Linked DNA regions of Sus scrofa: region 2 is linked to region 1. A link is a contact called in public promoter capture Hi-C data. All regions are on one chromosome and are shown on one strand. Each heading gives the region's core, a stretch centred on a gene start, on an enhancer-like site or on the middle of the called end of the contact. The rest is flanking DNA. Distances are from core to core; before and after follow the strand shown.

Region 1 (3,775 bases), core at 1,257-3,756:
GAATAAAATTCTTACCAAGTTTTATATTCATAGGCTTTATTAATTTTTCATTTAATTTTTATATCAAAGTACATTTAGAATAAATCTCTCAAGAATATTTGGTCTAGTTATTTTTGGCCTGTACTTTGATAACTTACACTAACACACAATGGCCAGTCTGTTTTCTTTGCTCTAAAAGTTTCTTTGTGCACTATTCCTTGAACATGGGTCTCACGTTCTAACTTTACTTAGATGAAAAAAAGTTAATTTCACAAATGGTTTAATGTCACTTCATAGATTAATAGTTTAGACTACATAAAAATGTGTTGATTAGTTGTATAAGTGTGGACTTAAGTATTAGTTGAAAATCTTGTTTGGAGAATGAAAATGATAAATCAGATGCCTAAGGAAATCTTTTCTCAGGGATGCCTTAAAGAGAATATCTACAAAGTCAGTTACACTGAAACAAGGTGAAGAATTTGAATTCAATTGTGTCTGGGTTACTTTATAATCTTATTCTTGAACTGATATAAAATCTGTAACTTTTAATCTACACCTGCTCCATCAATTAGGGGTGTATTAGAGTAGATTTAATTAAAACTGTGATTTAAACACAATCCAGCAATATGGTTTAGTCGCCCTATTTTACAGAAAGTGCTTTAAACTTTTGATTTAACCCTGAAATAAAGAGTGCACCGATAAATTAACTAGACAGTTCACAAAGGTCATAAATCAAAACCAATTTGATTACTTTATTAGCCACAACTCATATTTTTCAAACTTGGAGATGAATGCAAGTTTTCTTTTAGAAGTCACAATATGCATTTTATTCTTATGCTACAATGAAAAATTTCCACTTAGAAAAGATATCTGAATATTAACATTTGCCAGGCAATTTATAGTTTCCAAAGCGCTTTCTCATTAATTATCTCGGAAAACGGAATAATGATGTGATTATTAAAGGTTAATTAAGCAAATACTTGTGAAGTAATTGGGAGGTAATCTATTTCTAATTTAACAGGTCAATCAGGGGTATTTAGGAAATATTTTTGCCGGTTAACAACTCTAACCAAAACAAAAAGATATTTAAATTGTTTCCTTAGTGGAAAACAATAAGCCAGTGTTTGCTCTTTTAAGAGTCAATTGTTTTAAAGGGTTCCTGATTCCGCCGTTTTGATGATTTGAGACGTTCTATGAAGATTCTGAGTTTATCCTTCCCAATGTAACGCAAACCTTACACTGCTTTTTGCCACTTCAGGATAAAAAATAATCTGAGGACGGTAATTACGAGAAGGCACAGAGGGACGTGGAAGTCAGACAACTAGCCATCTACTCGTGGAAAGCAACATGTTTTGGCTATTGACTATATAGAACGGTGAATTAAAACCCAATTCATATTAACAATCAAACATGACACTCCAAGTGCATAATGATACAAAGAAATTTTCTCTAAATATTTTCTATGAGTGCAGCTTATAACACTGTCAGTATTCTCATCAGCAGTCTGACTACACAACTGCTTTTCCCTAACTTTGGGTAGCCTGGGCGCTGCCTCACAATTACCAAGTGGTTTAAAATCACTCCCCTCCTGCTCCCAGTTTACCAGCGAAGAGACGTGATTTCCAGGTACGAAAATGCGAGGTGACCCGCAAAAATAGAGGTGAAAGGTCTCAGTTACAGTCCGAGGACCAGCCGCTGGGAGTCACGGGGCTCGGCCCGGGCCCCCGCACTGGCTTCAGGAGTGGACACCGGGCACCTTTGTCTGTGCCCTGCTTCCCTGGACGCCGGCCGAGAGCCGTGGGTGGGGGCGCGGGCCCCGCAGTCCGGGCGGGCCCGGCTCTGTCCCCGGGAAGCTCGCGGCGAGGGCGGCCCGGCCGGGAAGCGGGAGGTCAGCGGCGACGCGGCGGGCCGCCTCCCACGGGAGCCGCGCCAGGTCCCAGCAAGAGCCGGGTGGGATCGCTATTGTTTTTGGCCAGCATATAAATCCCCGCGCCGACCCTCTGCGCACCCAGGTTTCCTCCCGGAGACCATTTGGTTTCCTTTGAGGCCCTATATAGAGGCCCTAGGCCCAGGCTGAAGAGAGGTGCGCGTCCGCTCAGGCCTCCCGGACAAGCCCGGGCTCGGAGCGTCCCTCGCTCTCAGGTCTCTGCAGCCCGAGGCGTCTAGGCAGGTGAGGGAAAGGGAGGGGGGAAAGGTGGTGAGAGGATTTCTGCCGGTTCTGGAAGCAAGAGAGGCGGGGGCGCGCGGGGGCTAGGAGGAGGAGGAGGAGGAGGAGGATCCGCTTCTCCGGGGTTTCCCTGACGCCAGCAGCAGCACTCGGCGCGCGCGCCCCGCGCCGGTCCTCGGCTCCCGGGAGAAGGGGGAGGGGATCGGGCCCGCCGACTCGGCCCGCGAGGCGGCAGCCGGGATTGGAGCGAGGGCGGGCCGCGCGCCCAGCCGATGGGGTGCGGGCGAGGGAGGCGCGCGCCTGCGCGTGCGCGGGGGTGCGCGCCCCGGGTCCCCGCCCCCCACCCCCGCCGCCCGCGGTCTCCGCCCCCCTCGCGCTGGTGTGTGGAGCCGGAGTCGGCGGCGGGTGGCGGCGCCTGGAACCTGGAGACCGACCGACCCCCCCCCCCCCGCCTCGCCACGGAATGTACTGACTCCCCCCCTTGCCTCCCCTCTCCGCCCCCCTGCAGGAGGGAGGCGCCCCCGAGTCTCCCCTCCCGCGAGAGGGGCCGCGAGGGCCGGGCCGAGCCGGGCTGGAGCAGCAGCGGCGGCGGCGGCCGTGGGAGCCGAGCCTGCAGCGAGGGACCGGCTGAGGCGCGCGGGAGGGAAGGAGGCGAGGGTTCCGCGGCGCTGCGGCGGCCGCCGCCGCCGCTCGCGGGGAAGAGATGGCGGCGGAGCGGGGAGCCCGGCGACTCCTCAGCACCTCCTCTTTCTGGCTCTGCTGCCTGCTGCTGCTTGGGCGCCGGGCGTCGGGCGCCGCGGCCACCAGGAGCGGCTCTCCACCGCAGTCCCCAGGTAAGCAGCGGCCGCGGGGTGCGGGCCCGGGCGGCGCGGGGTGGGGGCGGGGGCGCGGCATCGGTACCGCCGGCGGCGGCAGCGGCAGCTACGGTGTTTTTGTTTAGGCTCCAGGAGGAAACGTGCAGAACTTCTCTCCCTGGTCCCGGGTTGTGGAGGAGAAAGGGGGTCGTGCAGGGTGGAGAGTGAAGTGGGCAGGCGGGGGCGCCGCCGGAGGAGGAGAGGCCGTGGGGGCGCGTCGGGGGCTCCAGGGTCTAGTTCTGCGCTTTGTACCCGGAGGCAGGTTCACCCCTCGCCTCCCTCCCCTCCCCCAGGCTCATCCCACTTGTAAGAGTGGGACATTCTTGTGCTCACACAAGCACCAGTAGAGGCCACTACACACCTCATTAAATAAACAATCGTACGGCCAATTCATTAATTTTCAGGAAAGGAAGGGGGAGGGGGGCTTGAACTCCGCATTCTCTGGCCAGGGATTTCCCAGGGAAGCTCTGGTTGATCTCGGGGGACTACTCGTGCGGGATTTGTAGCCCAGAGGCTGCGGAAGAGAGAGTGTGTCAGAGGGACACAATTGTCCCCTCATAATCAGTGGTGTTGACTTAACGATGAGGGCGCCTTGGAGAACAGCTCTAAGTGATTATATCTGTTAGTGTTTCCGTTATGAAAATGCCTCATCTTTCCTGGGGATTACAACTATATTTACAGCCTATTAACCGCTCTTAACCTAGGGAATTGTCTAAGCATCGGATTTTAAGTACTTGTACATTGTTTTCAAGTGGCAATATCTAAATATATTTAG
Region 2 (4,027 bases), core at 801-3,300, 520 kb before region 1:
GCATTGTCTTTGCAGTGGTTCGGGTCGCTGCTAGGGCTGGGGATCCATCCCTGGCCCAGCAGAGTGGCTTAAGGATCCACTGTTACCACAGCTGTGGCATAGGTTGAAGTTGCAGCTGGGAAATTCCATATGCTGCAGGTGTGGCTAAAAAAGAAATTACAAAATGGACAAATTAGTAGAGGCTAACATACATTGTAAAGGAATTTTTCACTTTTCAAAATAAATTTCCAAAGGGAATTTGTAGGTTCAACATTAAGATTTATCAGTAAGTTAGGGATTCGGGCTTTAAAAGATTTCCAATCTGGCCAATTATTCAAGTTATCCCAAGAGGGAGTTTTCTTATGCTTCTCCCTTCAGAACATTTCTCTGGTTCTCCTGTTCTGCCAACAAAGAATTAAGTCTAATGTTAGAATGGCATAAATTACTCTTACTGTCCTGGCCACTAACTTGCCGTTTGCCCTTCCTCAAACTAAACTACTTTACACCTACTGCGCTATTGTTTTTGCTGTTTTCTCCTTCTCCTTTTTCTTCTCTTTGCCATGTGCCCTCCACATGTGCAAGTACCCAGGCCAGGGATTGAACCCGTGCCACATCAGCGACCCAAGCCACTGCAGTGATAATGCTGGACTTTTAACCTGCTGCACCGCCAGGGAACTCAAAATTCGGTTATTTTCTCAGGCTCGACCATCTTCCCTACCTTCCATTAAACTCCTAGCCATCTATCAACACTAAGCTCAAACAGCACATTTCCAGATAAAAGACAAGCACTATCTCTCTGCTTTATTTGGTCCCTGCAGATATTTCTTTTACCGGTCTTATGTTGTCTTACAATGCATTTTATATACAATGCAGTATATAATACATACTATACGTTATAAAGTGTTTTTATGATCGATATTTAAGGTCACCCAGGGTCTAAAATAGGGCAAGTGTTCTGTGGCCTTGGTCAAGTCTCTTCCTCTTTGAGTCTCAGGCATAACACAGGTACTGTGGCTCTGTGACGATGAGAAAAAACATTACATATTTAATATGTTGTATTATATATTAATATTATAATTCATACGTATAGATTATAGATTATAGATCTTACACAGTGCTCAACTAAGGCAAGCCACGACTTTGCCAATGTTCTGGCCTTGAATAGGCGCTTAATGAGCGGAGTTTAGAGACCGCTTCTTTTAAATGACGTCACTACAGGCGACTTAAATCACAGCACGTCTGTACCAGGGCACAGAGTCAAGTGAATTACTTAAAACGAGAACACCTGCTGCGTGGCTGAGAGGTTCTGCATAAAACAGAATCCTCTGAGTAGCCCAGGCAACAGGAATATTAGCTCAACATCCAAGGTCTTCCTGGAATTACTCCAGGTTGGGCGGGAAGGGTCTTTACTGCCCGGTGGGAAGGCCGCCTTCCCCATTGGTTTGCGCGAATGGCTGGATCCCCATAGCCAGTGGCAAAACCACTCCCGGGGCGGCCTAAGGGCCCCCTCTCGGTGACCAGGAGGCCACAGCCTCCTCAAGTACACTGTCAGCTGGTGTCGGCCAGCGTCCGTCCGAACAGCGAACGCAGCGGGAACCCAGGCGGCGATTCCCGCGGCGCCTGGCTCCCAGGGCCAGCCCCGGCCGTGGGGTCTCCCCGCACTCCACACAGGGGCCGAGGGGCGGGGCGCGGTGACGCCAAGAACAGTGACGCCACGACGCAGCGCGACGCGGTGACGCACGCCCCTTTGTTGGCTCAGTAGCGGTAGCAGCGGCCGTGGAGGTGGCGCTGGGGACTGTTTTCTCTCCGAGGCCGGTGCGGAGCCGCGTCTGATTGAGGCGGGCGACGAGCGGCCCCCTCGCTCCCTCCCTCCCTCCTCCGCGCCCTCCCCGCCGCCGCCAGCCGCCAACCGCCAACCGCCGCGCCCGGGGAGGAGCTGCGGCCCGCGGGGCCGGAGCCAGGCCTGCGTCCGGACATCAGCCGGAGCCGGAGCGAGAGCCGGGGCCTCGGCGTCCCCGCCCTCTCCCCGCCTTAGGGCCAGCGTCTGCCGGGCCCCCGCGCGTCGCGCCATGGACTCGGACGAGGGGTACAACTACGAGTTCGACGAGGACGAAGAGTGCAGCGAGGAGGACAGCGGCGCCGAGGAGGAGGAGGACGACGACGACGACGAGCCGGACGATGATAACCTGGATCTGGGCGAGGTGGAGCTGGTGGAGCCTGAGCTGGGCGTCGGCGGGGAGCGGGACGGACTGCTGGGCGGGGAGACGGGCGGTGGCGGCGGCAGTGCTCTGGGGCCCGGCGGCGGCGGCGGCGGCAGTGGCGGCGGCGGCGGCGGGTCGGGGCACGAGCAGGAGGAGGATTACCGCTACGAGGTGCTCACAGCCGAGCAGATTCTGCAACACATGGTGGAATGTATCCGGGAGGTCAACGAGGTCATCCAGGTGAGAGTGGCCCCCACGCCTGCTTGATCGGTCTGGACCCAGGAGCGGATTCGTGCTGCTCGCGCGGTCCCGAGGGGCAGGCCTGGGCCTGGTGCTCAGCTCAGCCCGGTACCTCCCAGCCCTGTCTCCTCCGCTGCCCCTGCTGGGGGTAGAGCAGACATTTGCCGGGTGTGGGGAGGTGCGCTGGAGGCGGTGCTTTCCAGGTCCTGCTATGGCGGAGGCCTCCGGCCGCCTAAGACTTCTCTCTTGGACGCAGTTCCTGCCGGTCCTGGCCCCGGTGTTACTCCTCTGGCCCATGGAGCACCTACCAGGGCAGAGTGGAGAAGAGCTGGAAGAACTGGGCCCCTAAGACTGTTTCTCCGGCCTTCAGCCTCACTTGAGCACTTTTGGAAGGGGTTAGAGTAGGCCTAAGAGCTGCTTGTTGTACGGTTGCCCCAAGTGGACACCAGTTAATAAAGGAATGGATCTGCTTGGCAGTCTTAAGTGCCTACTTAAAGGTGGGGGAAGGGAAGTGTTTCTTGGAAGAGGTGTTCGTGGGTCTTCTTTTCTGATGGTGAGGCTTCTGCTTGCATCTTTTTAAATCTTTGCTATTTGTTTGGGACCCAACTACTACTTTTTTCAGTTGTAGCGTACTTAAGCTGTTGGAACAGTTGCAGCGAATTGCATACCCAGCCTTGCAGCTAAAACAACAGCAAAGCGTAGTGTTATTGTTTAATATTGGACAAGCCTCTATTGTGAGTTAGTAAGTAGAGGCTTTCTGCTTCTGGACTCACCCCCTTTCTCTAATAATTTGTATTTCGTGGTCATTAAGTTGGTCTTGGTTTAAATTGATAACCACATCTCATTTAACCTTCTTGTGGGTCGGACTTTGTTTTTGAGCTTAGGACGTCAAAAGTTTCTCTTTGGGAAAAACAGTCATGGGGGTCAGGGATGTGATTGAAGAATAAAAATGAAGCCTTGATTCACTGCAACTTTTAGAAAACACTGGTTACATGGAAAGAAACTATATATACATAAACAGAAGATTACTATTGTCTTGTTGTATGTCAGTCATAACCAATCCCCCACCCCCTTAAAATTGCTTGGCTAATATTCACTGGTAAATTAGTAGTATGTCAGTGCCTACTTGTGAAGTTTGCATGATTTTTTACAGTATTGTTTAGTAGGCGACACTTTCTTTTGAAAATGGAACTATCTATGTAGGCCTATTGGAAGACTGCTTTGAATAATAGTTTAAAAAAATCTGTGATATCTAGTGCTATTACTAAACAGTGGAAATCTCAAACTTTCCTATAGATAATGTAGTTTGAGGAGAGAATTGAAGGGTTGTAGAAGAAAGATAAGTTTTACTTTTTTTTCTAATTCTTAAAATATGACAGTTGAGGTCTTAGGTCACTAAATTGAAAATTTTTCTTTCTTTGAGGAAACTTGAATTTACAGTGAAACTTTGAATTCTTTTTTTTTGTTTATTTACTGTATAAAGTATATAGCAAATCTATAAAGTGGTTTTCAAACTTATTACCTAGGTTTTTTGGCATTTTAGTTAGCTTTAAAAATTCATGGCTATTTATTTTTTAACTTAGGTGTGTTTTCATGTAGTTAAATCT

Evidence for each region. Promoter capture Hi-C pulls out the DNA fragments that hold promoters and counts their contacts.
Region 2: a contact with region 1 is called in a promoter capture Hi-C map of liver, with 6 times the contacts expected there. The contact joins the promoter of LOC110261568 here to the promoter of NEO1 in region 1. A contact is called at or near these places in 1 of 5 promoter capture datasets (liver) and 1 of 47 Hi-C or Micro-C datasets (heart right ventricle).

The regions. Positions count from the first base shown.
Region 1 is chr7:60,298,623-60,302,397 of Sscrofa11.1, reverse strand. NEO1 (neogenin) reads left to right here and starts at 2,506. Exons shown (of 28, transcript XM_021099093.1): 1 at 2,506-2,979. The coding sequence starts at 2,850.
Region 2 is chr7:60,821,811-60,825,837 of Sscrofa11.1, reverse strand. It overlaps LOC110261568, which reads right to left and starts at 2,050. Exons shown (of 2, transcript XM_021099104.1): 1 at 1,091-2,050; 2 at 1-995. The coding sequence starts at 2,050. The coding sequence ends at 1,250. ARIH1 (E3 ubiquitin-protein ligase ARIH1) reads left to right here and starts at 1,721. Exons shown (of 14, transcript XM_021099101.1): 1 at 1,721-2,420. The coding sequence starts at 2,049.